2 separate regions of the Mus musculus genome follow, and region 2 is linked to region 1. The links are chromatin contacts, called in public Hi-C maps. All regions are on one chromosome and are shown on one strand. Each heading gives the region's core, a stretch centred on a gene start, on an enhancer-like site or on the middle of the called end of the contact. The rest is flanking DNA. Distances are from core to core; before and after follow the strand shown.

Region 1 (6,162 bases), core at 1,468-3,967:
ATACAAGATAAGCTTCTGTTTCAATCAGTAGCATAACAATTATTCTTCTCTTTGATCAGTAAAAAGAATGAATATGAGTATTGTAGACTAGGAAAAATAGTTACTTGAGCCTGATAAGTAAATGGAGTAGCCATAGACCCACTGAGAAACCCACAAATATATTGGGTTACCCAGAGTCTATTACATACAACACATTTCCTCTAGATATCATGGAAATAGAAAAATTAGCAAGACTATCAGTCCTTTTCCTAAGTCACAAGTAGCATCTATAGCCAAATACACAATGATAATACATTCCTTGAGGGAAGGTTTAATCTTGTCAGAAACAGCCTAGATCGTAGAGGGTGGGCTCGGGAAGAGAAGCAATGTCAGTCTGAACTTCTAAGTAGACATTATCTGAGCAAACTATTGCTGGAAAATTAGAACTCACACCCATGGGCTGGGCATTATGAGATACCAATAAAAAAATGATACAGTGAAAGTATAAGTTGGAATTATCTTATATGTAAGTCAATATCCCATTCAGTCACTTATACAAATGCCTACTTCCACATCCTTCAGTGAGAGTGTATTTATTAGAGTTTAGACCAAGAGTTTTCCCCAACACAATTGTCCAAATAAGATGGACGTTGTGTTCCCCTTCATGGAACAGGCTTGGTGAGAGCCAGAAGGCCATAGCAGGTAGGTATCTGAACCCCATGAGCTCACAGACCTTCATATTTATTGTCTATGAAACAAATCTAGTATCTTCCATGAATCCTAGGAGTAGCTTTATCCTCAAGTTGACGCCAGCTCACTGGAATCTTATCTGCTTTTGTATTTGTGGGTAAGAGCAGATATGGCAAGAAGGCCTTTTGCTAAGGACAGCTCAGGAAGGGGCTCTGTACCCAACATTAAGAATTTAGCTGGAAGGCTTGTGCCTTGAAGTTCAAAGCATCCAATGATTAATAAGTAGGCAATATCAAACACTGAGAGAATTAGGCAGCTTCAGATAGTCAGTTTTTGGTTAATGTAGAACTAAAAAATATTTTAAGATTTATTTATTATATATAAGTACACTGTAGCTGTCTTCAGACACACCAGAAGAGGGTATCAGATCTCATTACAGATGGGTGTGAGCTGCCATGTGGTTGCTGAGATTTGAACTCAGGACCTCTGGAAGAGCAGTCAGTGCTCTTAACCACTGAGCTATCTCTCCAGCCCAGAACTAAAAATTTAATAATTACAGGGACAACTGAACATTTCTGTGTCTCAAATAAAACAAAACTTAACAGGTATCAGTGACCTCTTACTTCCTTTTATGAACAAAAAGAATTGAAAAAAAACGAAAAAACAAAAACAAAACCATGTTCTATAAAGGTGAAGAAAAACTGTCAGAGAAAGACTTGTAACTGAAGCCTCCCTTCAGCGAGCGTCCTTTAGTAAGGGATGGACTTCTTCACCAGGTACAAGAGTCAGCTGCTAAGTTTTCAATACTGAGGCCCCAGAGTAGTCCCATTAAGCTACAGAGTTGTACCCCACCAGCCACGTTTTCTCATCACTTTTAACAACCCATGTTCATTGTGAGACCTTGATCTAGCTGTTACGAAGTGGCTTTCCGGAGAGAGAAAGTGTACATTGGACTGCAAGCCCCCAAGATTCCATGTGTTCCTCCTACTGTCTGTAGCAATCCCATTTCCACTGAAAAAGAAAAAAAAAAGCATCTCAGGGCTGGGAAGATTGCTCAGTTCATAAAGTCCTCGACTTACAAGAAGAAGGATCTGAGTTCAATCCTCTAAACCCACGTTCTAAAAACCTCAGTGTTATGAATGTTTGTCATTCCAGAGCCAAGGAGCCAGAGATAGACAAATCCTGGACTTACCAGCCAGACAGCCTAGCTTATTTGGCAAGTTCCAGGACATTTAGAGAGACTGTCTCAAAAAGAAAAAAAAAAGTGGGTGGTTTTAAGCAAAAGTATAATTTTTCTTACCACAAGGGAGGATAATATAAAAACTTTGGAATATATACCAGTGCAAACAAGCACTGGTAGAGAGGCAACTGGGAACAACTGACAGAGAGGGCTCAGCTACCACGAGTGATATCGGAAACCTCTAGGGAACTGTCAGAGAGAAAAAGGAAAAGCAGAAGGGTTGCAAAGGTCTGGGGTGGTTGAGGCTTGTCTGCACGGACCTTTCTTTTGACAGTTCACATCCATCTTAAGCCGAATTATTGTTTATTCTTATTGTGCCAGGTTTCCTTTCATGCACTGCTGCTTCACTGGGGTGTCATAGGCCAGTAGTCCCAGTTTTCAATTTTCAAAAGCATTTGGGATGCCAAAACAACAAAATGTAAAGGGTAGCCCGCAGCACAGTTTACTTAAGAGGTTTTAATCATAATACTCTGCACAATGTACTGCGAGATCTCCTGATTCAACTGTCTCCTCTTTTTCCCTGTAGTATCTAAGGAAACACCAAACATCCCTCCCTCTAATTTAAATACACTATAAAACTTTTGGTGGAAGTATTTTGTATCATTCTAGCTTGTTGAGAATTTTAGTTTCTGTTTTAACCAAATTAGCTTCTAAGAGAGCCCACTGGTGCCGTGTAACAAACTGAGTCACAGGTAGAAAGTCAAATGCTGTCTTATGACACTTAACGGTGGCCAGTCTGTGGAATTTGGAAAATTCTATGAATTCTGGTACGTGGCATGGCTCCGCATGCATCCTGTGCCTTCTGAGATCTCAAAAGACTCACAGCAGCCTCTGCTGATCTGGAGTTGTAAATGCTGGCCTTGATGAATGGATGTCTGATAGAAGTGATCAAAACATCGTCTGGCCAAAAGGCAGAAAGCAAGATCAAACTCCCATAATTCAAGCATGACAAAGAAACCATTGCAAAAGAGATGCACCGTCATCATGCCAGACTCCAAATGAGTTATTTCTCTCCTGCCCGGGTCTTACTGCAGTTGCCTCCCACTTGGCCACAAATGGCAAGCTTTCATCTAAGCTCAACTGCAACCCCACAGTCTTATCAGTGGATCTCCACTCCCTGAAACTGCACACAATGGAGGACGTATTTCCAGTGCAAAGGAATTGACACCATTACTACTTTAATTAACCAGTTGCCAGTTTATACTTTTTCCCTTTTCTCTCCTTTCCCTCGCCACTGTCAGTCCCCCCATCATCTCTCTCTCTCTCTCTCTCTCTCTCTCTCTCTCTCTCTCTGTCTCTCTCTCTGTCTCTCTCACACACACACACACACACACACACACATAGACACAGACACACACAGACACACACAGAGACACACACAGACACACACACACACACACACACACACACACACACACACACACACACACACACACATTATTTCCTTACATTTTGTGAAAAAGAAACTGGTTTAAGTATAGAACAAGAGACAGGAGACTCCACAATAATTCAGCTTGTTTTCTTCACTGTCACAATACCCCTGTGATCACTAAAGGGGTAAGGTGAGGGCTGGTGACCCTGTCATACTGAGATCTTAAAGTTCCTCATGACAGGTTGGCCTTTAAGAAAGAACAGGGTGTTTCCTTGAGTGGCCCGTTCAAATTGGGGGGGGGTCACTTGTTTATTTTATCAAAGAAAACGAAACAATAAAATTTAAAGGCTGGTAAGTTAACAATATATATAAATAAAATAAGAATCATAAGAATGGTTTAGCAAGGCTGATTATGCAACTAATTTTGCTATATATAAAATTGCTTCAGGTTCAGTTTTCAGTACAAATTTTTATACACACTCTTCCCTAAGGATTGAACGTTTTTGCACGTATAACTTTAACAAAACTGTTTCTGGAGACTTCAGGGAGAGCAATGATAAGCATGTTGCAATCTCTTCAAAGGTCATTTTAAATTTAAAAGTCGGGTTTCCCACACACATACATTCTCCAGCTTGGAAAAACTAGCTTCCTGTTGTAATCAATACAGATTACTCTTGGACTTAAAAAAAATCAGACAAATATTCTAAATTGTTGAACTTTCTGGGTACATGTATCTTCTGCTGTAAGTTTATTTACTTTATACAGTTTCCCTTCGTTATTACTTCAAGACCTGCTTAATATCAATGACTAAATCACTGCAGGAGCAACAGCCACCTACTTGCGGCTGAATCACTGAAGCAAGAAAACGCTTGCTCAAACATCCAGGAGACGTTCTGGATGATCTCTTAGTTTTGCTCACTACAAGACTCATAAAAAACTGACACTGATTTTAACTGTAGCACACCAATTGGCTATCCAATACTGAACAGTCAGCCCTGTAAACAGACATAGAACATGGACTGAACAGTTTATAATTAGGAATATATATATATATATATATATATATATATATATATATACATATACCATATAATAGCAATGAGTGAAAAAAAAAGAGACTGAATTTAAAGGAAATGGGGAGAGGTATAGGGAAGGGCTTGGAGGGAGGAACAGGAAAAGAGAAATATATTTATATTATAATCTCAAAAGTAAAATTTAAAAAGAAGAAAAAGTCAGCTAAAAATCTACCACAAATTTTATATATTTGCAACCATTTGAAAAACTGTATATGGTAATAATACATTTTAAAATAAATATATTTATTTATATTTTATCCTTATTTTATGAAAATGGTTTATCTTCTTGATAAGGTTATGTTATTTTACTTATACCCATAATGCTTCATTGTGCAATCAAACCATATATCTCATTGAGTATTTGAGTCTTCACACCAGACGAAATTACTATGAATTTGTTTTTTCTGTTGTTGTTCGACTTTTTTCTTATAAAGTAAACCATTTAATTGTGGCTGGCTTACAGTTTGACGGTTCAGTCTATTATCTTCATTAGAGGAAGCATGGCAGACAACATGGTGCTGGACAAGGGGCTGGAAAGTTTGACATCCTGACTGAAAGCAGCTGAAGGTGACTGTGGACCACACTGGCCATAGTTTGAGCATAGAAGACATCAAAACCTAACTCCAGAGTGACACACTTCCTCCAACAAGGTCATACCTCCTAATAGTGCCACTTCCTATGGCCACAATATGCACTTGTTTTAATATCAGGAATGTTCCCATCTTGCTCCTTCTTGATTATAGCACTTGAGTTGAGGATTTATAATTTGCCAAGAGAAAGCTATTTGGTCATCAAAAGTAGGAACCAAATGGTAGAAAGTTGAGAGAGGATGGATGTAGTGTTGTGCCCGTTCCACTTGCCTGTGGCCAATGCAGGGGATAGCATACTAGACAAACATTTCCATTATAAAGGAGATAATAGAAGGAAGAAGGCACAGAAGAGATCCACAATAACAAATAAACAATAGTTTTAATGAGTTCTTCATGAAATGAAAATTATTATATTTAATTCGAGTCTCATACAGCAAATAATAAGAGGTATGAGCCTCTTGTCTTGTAATTTAAAAATTGTATATTCATTGTGGGATTAGCCTCTTGCTGGATTTTAGCTTCTTCGTTGCTGATCTTAGAAAATAATCTAGAGCATTTGGGGGGGCTGCTTTGAGCACATGAAAACCTCATTACTAATCAATTTATCAAGAGAAAAGGTTTATTTGGATTACAATTTTGGAGTGTTATGTTCATGATTAGTTGATCCAGTGACTTTAGCTTGTGGAGAATCAGTACTCCACAAGAGAATCACGTAGGACAGAACTATTCACTTCATGAAGCAAAAGAGAAAAGGAGGAAAGAGCTGAGAGCGCATGGTTCCCTTGAAAGGTGTACCAGTGATCTTTGTTCTCTTATAGGTTCCACCATCTTTCAATAGGGCCAAGCTTTAGTAGAAGCTAACCATGGGACCTTAGAGAATATTCCAGATCCAGTCCAGCACTTGCCTCGTCTTACTTAAATGACAAAAATATTAAAATAAGTCAAAGTTCATAATTTGTTAACATTTCCTAAATCATCCTGGTTGACTATAAATTCTATCTCTGGATCAAAACAGGATTCTTATTCTTTCTCATGTTGGATCATAGGGTGAAACAGCCAGATGTCTGTTTAGTACTCAGTTGATCTACATCATAGGTGCTGAAGGCACATGAGTGTTCGAGAGTGTCGCCTTTAAGGATTCACAGGGTCTAATTAAAGTAGGAGTTGGTGGAGAAGGACTACTGGCTAAATGGCCAATTCCAAACAAGGAGATAA
Region 2 (6,146 bases), core at 1,164-3,663, 500 kb after region 1:
ATATCAGAGATTTATATTATGATACATAACAGTAGCAAAATTACACTTATGAAGTAGCAATGAAAATAATTTTCTGGTTGGGGGGGTCACCACAACATGAGTAACTGTATTAAAGGGTCACCAGCATTAGCAAAGTTGAGAACCACTGTCCTACTATATTAGAGGGTAGAAAGTGCTTCATACACTTTATTTTTGGTTTCTTTGAGACGGGATGTCATGTAACCCAGGCTGTCCCTGAATTTCTGATTCCCCCACCTGCACCCCCAAGAGCTGGGACTACAAGCATGCACCACTACATTTGACTTAATATGTGATTTTTACAAAGATAAAAAGAAGGGCCATAAAGAGAATGAGGGAGTAACAATCTTAACAATGTGATCTCCCTCCCCCTGCCTCCCCCTCTCCCTCCCGTTTCTCCCTTTCCCGGTCCCCCTTCCCCCACCACTTCCCTTCTCCCCCTCTCTTCTTTTTCCCCATATCACAAATTAATTAAATAACACATTCTAGAGGCAATACCCTTTTTCTCTGGTAGTTTCTGCAGGTTTTGGAATCAGCCAGACTTGTGTTCCAACTCTGTCAGCCTTCGTCACAGAAAACAACCAAAACAAAACAAAATATCATCGACAACAGCAAAGAACATAAAACAAACAAACAAAAAGTCCCAAGTCCTCCGTAGCTTAAAAAGCAAACGTTTGTACAAAACCACATTGAGATAGCACCTCCCAGGCATCAAGATGACTCATAAAAGAAACACATAATGGGTCAGTAAGGATGTGGTGAGCTTTGCTGGTGGGAGACGAGCTGTTGTAGAAAGCACCAACATAAGAACAGAGTTACCATATGATCTGGCAATCCCATCTCTCGATGGAATCGGAAGCGGGGACTTGAAGTGAGTTCTGCATAGCTAGGCTCACAGCAATGTTGCTGAGAGTTACTCACAGGAGGAAACAACCTACATGTGAAAGCATACACAAAACACAGTAGATACACAGCACAGTATGATTCTACATCAAATATACAACAGTATGAAGGAACTTAGAGGACATTGCACTAGACAAATCAATCACAAGAAGAGAACGGCTATGTAAGTCACGGCGTGAGAACCGTTACATTGATAGAGGCCGTCGTGATGAAGACGGTGCCCCAAAGGTGCTAGAGGTGAGGAGAAACAGGAAGTTTCTGTTCAATGCATACAGAATTTCCGTGTCACAGGATGAAATGATAAGAAAATTCGGTGGCGATGGGTGCACAAGATAAATGCATTTTGCACCAAGCTGTACGCTTAAAAATTGATAAGATGATAGATTTTTATGTGTATACATTTTTACCACATTTAAAGCCTTTTAAACATTAGAAAAATAGAAGTGGCTGGAAAACATTAAAAACAAAGGTGTAGGGACTGCAGAGATGGCTCACTGGTTGCCTTTCCAGAAGATCTGGGTTCAGTTCCCAGACCCAACCCAATCAGCCAACAACCTCCAGTTCCAGGTGATCTGGTCCCTCTTTTGCCTTCCTCGGGCACTGCACGCAGATGATGCCCAGACACGCATGCAGGCAAAACACCCATACATGTAAAATAAATAAAATAAGATCTCAAGCAACAATATTTAAAAGACACAAAAAACATCTATTCATCTCATGAGCTGACCATAGATAGGTCAGCTGTGACTGATAAGCTCAACTCCTCTGTTAGGGATTAGTTCAGTGACCCATGTCATCTTCCAGGAGCTGGAGCTGAGGGAGGAGGCTTTGTGCTTTGGTAGAGACCGTCAGTGGTAAGGCAGACCTAATTGAAGTCACTCAGGCACATATTCATTCAAAGCACACCCTACTGACCAAAGAAAGCCCCATTGGTCAAGACAAAGAAGCTATTGGAAGCCCAGAAGTATGTCTTTTGCATACACAGGAAAGGGGAGCAAAGGCTGGGGAGGATGAATAATTTAGAATCAATAATTCAATAAAAATTGAATGAGTCACCCCCTGCCTTGCAATTTTCATGATCTGTGCCGATTACCAGTAGCAAATTATTTATACTGCAATTCACACATGTCAAGAGACACATAGAGTAAACAGATCCTGTGTAGATACAGGGGAAAAAGCAGTTGGCTGTCCAGGAAATGTTATTTGTCCACCTGTGAAACAGCAGTAAGGACAAGGATATTCTTCAGAAATTCACTTCGACTCAATTCTTTTGTAGGCTTAAAGAACAGTCGGGACCTGAAATTCAAGAAATATAGCGTAAGCTACTGTTCTTGAGCTATTTTACTACGACTTGAGTCCTGCATAAAATCAGACAGCTGTCTAAAACACCGCCGTGGTTCTTTCCCGTGGTAAAACATAGCCAATAGGTTAAAGTATTTATTAAAGGCATATTTCCCGCCTCTAAAGCTGCTTTTCAGTACAAACAGCAGGTGGCGCTCGACAACAACTTAAGATTGGAATTCCAAGGTTATTTTCACTTCCTGTTCCTTTATAAAGCAGAACTACAGCCTGTAATAAAAAAATAAAATAAAGTAAAAAAAAACAAACAACAGCATAAACCAAGGTGAGAACCTGAGTCTTTATGACCTTGCATCAAAAGGGAGGGCCCAAGAAGCCTGGTGAGTGACCGGAATTTCTAAAGTTTGTCTTTGAAACTTGGAAATCGCTTTCCTTCTGAGCCCAAGGTGTGAGGCTGTAAGAGCAGCGCGCTGTCGAGGGAGGGTATATCTACCTGCCATGCATGGGAGCAAGAGTGGCTGACAAGGGGAGATTCGCTCAGGAAGCTCTGATACTAACTCAGGTTGTTCACATCCTAGGGCCGAGGATGGAAGATGACTGTAGTAAGCAGATGAACGGATAATTTAGCACGCATTTAAGAGAGAGAGAGAGAGAGAGACAGAGACAGAGACAGAGACAGAGAGACAGAGAGACAGAGAGACAGAGAGACAGAGAGACAGAGAGAGACAGAGAGAGACAGAGAGAGACAGAGACAGAGAGAGAGTTAGTTGATGCTCCAGGCAAGGCCTCGGGGGTGGAGTGGCCAGTGGTGGACTGGGAAAGCACCCTGTCCGAGGCAAAGGGGAAGGGGGAGGGGTAAAGAACTCTGAGATGGGGAGGGGAGCAACATTTGGTATGTAAATAAATTAAATAAAGAATAGGGCTGGAGAGATGGCTCAGCGGTGAGCACTTCCAGAAGTCCTGAGTTCAATTCCCAGCAACCACATGGTGGCTCACAACCATCTGTAATGGGATCCGATGTCCTCTTCGGGTGTGTCTAACAAGAGTGACAGTGTACTCACATACAAGAAATAAGTAAATAAATCTTAAAAAAGAAGAAGAAGAAGAAGAAGAAGAAGAAGAAGAAGAAGAAGAAGAAGAAGAAGAAGAAGAAGAAGAAGAAGAAGAAGAAGAAGAAGAAGAGAAGGGAAGGGAAGGGAAGGGAAGGGAAGGGAAGGGAAGGGAAGGGAAGGGAAGGGAAGGGAAGGGAAGGGAAGGGAAGGGAAGGGAAGGGAAGGGAAGGGAAGGGAAGGGAAGGAAGGAAGGAAGGAAGGAAGGAAGAAAGAAAGAAAGAAAGAAAGAAAGAAAGAAAGAAAAGAAAAATATTTTGAAAAAGAAGTTTATTTGTGACCTGGAGGAGGGGGTAGAGGCAGATATGGGAGGGGACCAGAGAAGGACAAAAGGAGAGGAGACAGGAGGGAAGAAAGAAGGCTGTCCAGGAACACATAGAGAAGGGGGGCAGGGAGGGGGGAGGAAGAGTAGATGGAGAAAGAGAGAGACAGAGACTGAGAGACAGAGAAAGACAGGCAGAGAGATTTAGCAGGCTTTTAAACAAGAAAGCCTCGAATGATAGAACCCATTATGAATTATTCTGGGTAGCTCAGCCCACGAACAGGGCAGAGTTGTCCGGTGGCGGTCTGCTGTTGTTCCTGCACGTCTTGTTCGCACTGAGAAGACACCAAGAGTGCATCTGCCTGTTTAGCTCGTTGACTACCCTCTGGCGCTTAAATACGAATCTAAGAAAAGGTCTTGTAGGCACTCGGCTGCTGTGGAGAACCGAGGAGTGATCCAAATGACTAACTGTGACTATCAGCCCGTCTCAGTGGCCTGAGAGACAAATGTTCTCTTACTCATCTTTCATAAATGTGCTCATTGAATGTAGGTCAGCTGTGACTCGTGGGCTCAGTTGAGCTGAATGTTCTCAGGAAAACGTTTCTCTTGCAGCAGTTTGTTGGTGGTATTTTAAAGTATTACGGCAGCCTTCTTGCATGCCACGAGATGATATAATGGAAAGAGCAATGGCTTCAAAAGACACATTATTAGAATTTAGCTCTTAAGTATGATCTCCATGTTTCTACACAGACCTTACCAGAAGAGAATCCCTTTGTTTTCAATTTATAGTGTTCTCCGTTACCCGCAGCCAGTAACCTGATTTCCCTGACCCTCTGTCTTCTCCATAGTGTAAGAGAAAGAAAACATATTACAAACTCCGAACGAGAATTCAAGGCAGAGGAGCTGCTGCATCTTCAATAAGATGTCATCAGAGGCTGGAGAGATGGCTCAGCAGTTAAGAGCACTGGCTGCTCTTCTGAAGGTCCTGAGTTCAAATCCCAGCAACCACATGGTGACTCACAACCATCTCTACCAGGATCTGATGCTCTCTTCTGGTGTGTCTGAAGATAGCTACAGCATATTCATAAATAAGTAATTTTTTTAAGATGTCATCAGAAGGGACTGGCTGGTGAATTGACTCAGTGAATATGCATGGACAAGTGCAAGGATATGAGTTCAGATCCACAGAACCCAGGCAAAGCCAGACTCAGCAGCTGTGGTGGTTTGATTAAGAATAGGCCCCACCGTCCGGGCGTGATGGCGCACGCCTTTAATCCCAGAACTCGGGAGGCAGAGGCAGGCGGATTTCTGAGTTCAAGGCCAGCCTGGTCTACAAAGTGAGTTCCAGGACAGCCAGGGCTACACAGAGAAACCCTGTCTCGAAACAACAACAACAGAAAAAAGAATGGCCCCCACTGGCTCATACATTTGAATGCTTAGTCACTGGGGAGTGGAACTGTTTGAAAGGATTAGAACAGTGCTTCTCAGCCTTCCTGATGCTGTGACCTTTTAATACGGTTCCTCATGTTGCATTGCCCCCCAACCATAAAATTATTTTATTGCGACTTAATAACTATAATTTTGCTACTGTTATAAATAGTAATGTAAATATCTGATATGCAGAATATCTGATATGTCAACTCCCCAAGGGTCGAGACCCATAGGTTGAGAACTGCTAGATTAGAAGGATAAGGAGGTATGACATTGTTGAAGGAAGTTTATGTGTGTAAGGAGTGAGGCTTCAAAATCCTATGCCACACCCATTTTTTCTCTGCCTGCTGCCTGCAAGTCAGGGTATAAAGTAGACCTCTCAGCTATTTCTCCAGCACCACATCTGCCTGTCGTGATGATAATGATCTAAGCCCCCGAGACAGTAAGCAAATCCCCCAATTAAACACTGTCTTTCGTAAGAATTGCTTTGGCCAAGGTGTCTTTTCACAGCAATAGAAAGAGTAACCAACTAACCGGGCTCAGCCTTGGAATTCCAACAGTCTCATGATGAGCTGGGAGGTGGAGAATGAGCTGAGTCCAGTTAGCCTTATGTGCACGATAAGCAAGAACCTTGCTGTTCTCCATCAAGGTAGGTGAGCCACGACACCCGAGGTTGTCCTCCGACCTCCAACCTGCTCTGAGGCCCTACACGCAGTGATAAAAGGTCATAAAAAAAGATTCCCACATCCTTCTCTTCAAACTTTAAAGTTCTCTTTAAACTTCTCTAAAGCTTAAAGAACAGGGTGTTTTTATGTGAATCTTCCGTCTACATTTCAAAGGTGATGTCTTTGGTGATCTGTGGCCATGCTTTGTAACCAATGGCGAGCTCTTGCGGTATGATCTTAGAGAAGGAAATCTGCTGAGCTGAAGTACAGCCCAAGTCAGGAACCCAAGAAGGAAAGGAGAAGAATCAGTTACACAATGGGGTCCAGTTGCTCCATCTCTACCCAGCTGGAAGCTTGTGTCACAACAGGTCAGCCACAGCCCCACGAGCAATAAACATCCTGAGTTGCAAGCCTCGTCTTACCATGTCACTTTCATAAATCTCAGTTGCAGAGGGCAAT

The links. A called contact is a pair of places that touch in the nucleus more often than the background predicts.
Region 2: a Hi-C map of the N1E-115 cell line shows a contact between it and region 1, with 9 times the contacts expected there. The contact joins two enhancer-like sites. A contact is called at or near these places in 2 of 484 Hi-C or Micro-C datasets (the HL-1 cell line and the N1E-115 cell line).

What each region holds. Positions count from the first base shown.
Region 1 is chr8:56,929,909-56,936,070 of GRCm38.p6, forward strand. No RefSeq gene overlaps it. Among named protein-coding and RNA genes, the nearest start is that of Gm33501, 44 kb to the left of the region's middle. Within about 2 kb of position 2,718, at least 8 of the 459 cell types and tissues checked have an H3K27ac peak or open chromatin away from gene starts, as enhancers often do. A contact at or near this core is called in the N1E-115 cell line, where this site is marked.
Region 2 is chr8:57,426,983-57,433,128 of GRCm38.p6, forward strand. No RefSeq gene overlaps it. Among named protein-coding and RNA genes, the nearest start is that of Scrg1, 26 kb to the right of the region's middle. Within about 2 kb of position 2,414, at least 45 of the 459 cell types and tissues checked have an H3K27ac peak or open chromatin away from gene starts, as enhancers often do. A contact at or near this core is called in the N1E-115 cell line, where this site is marked.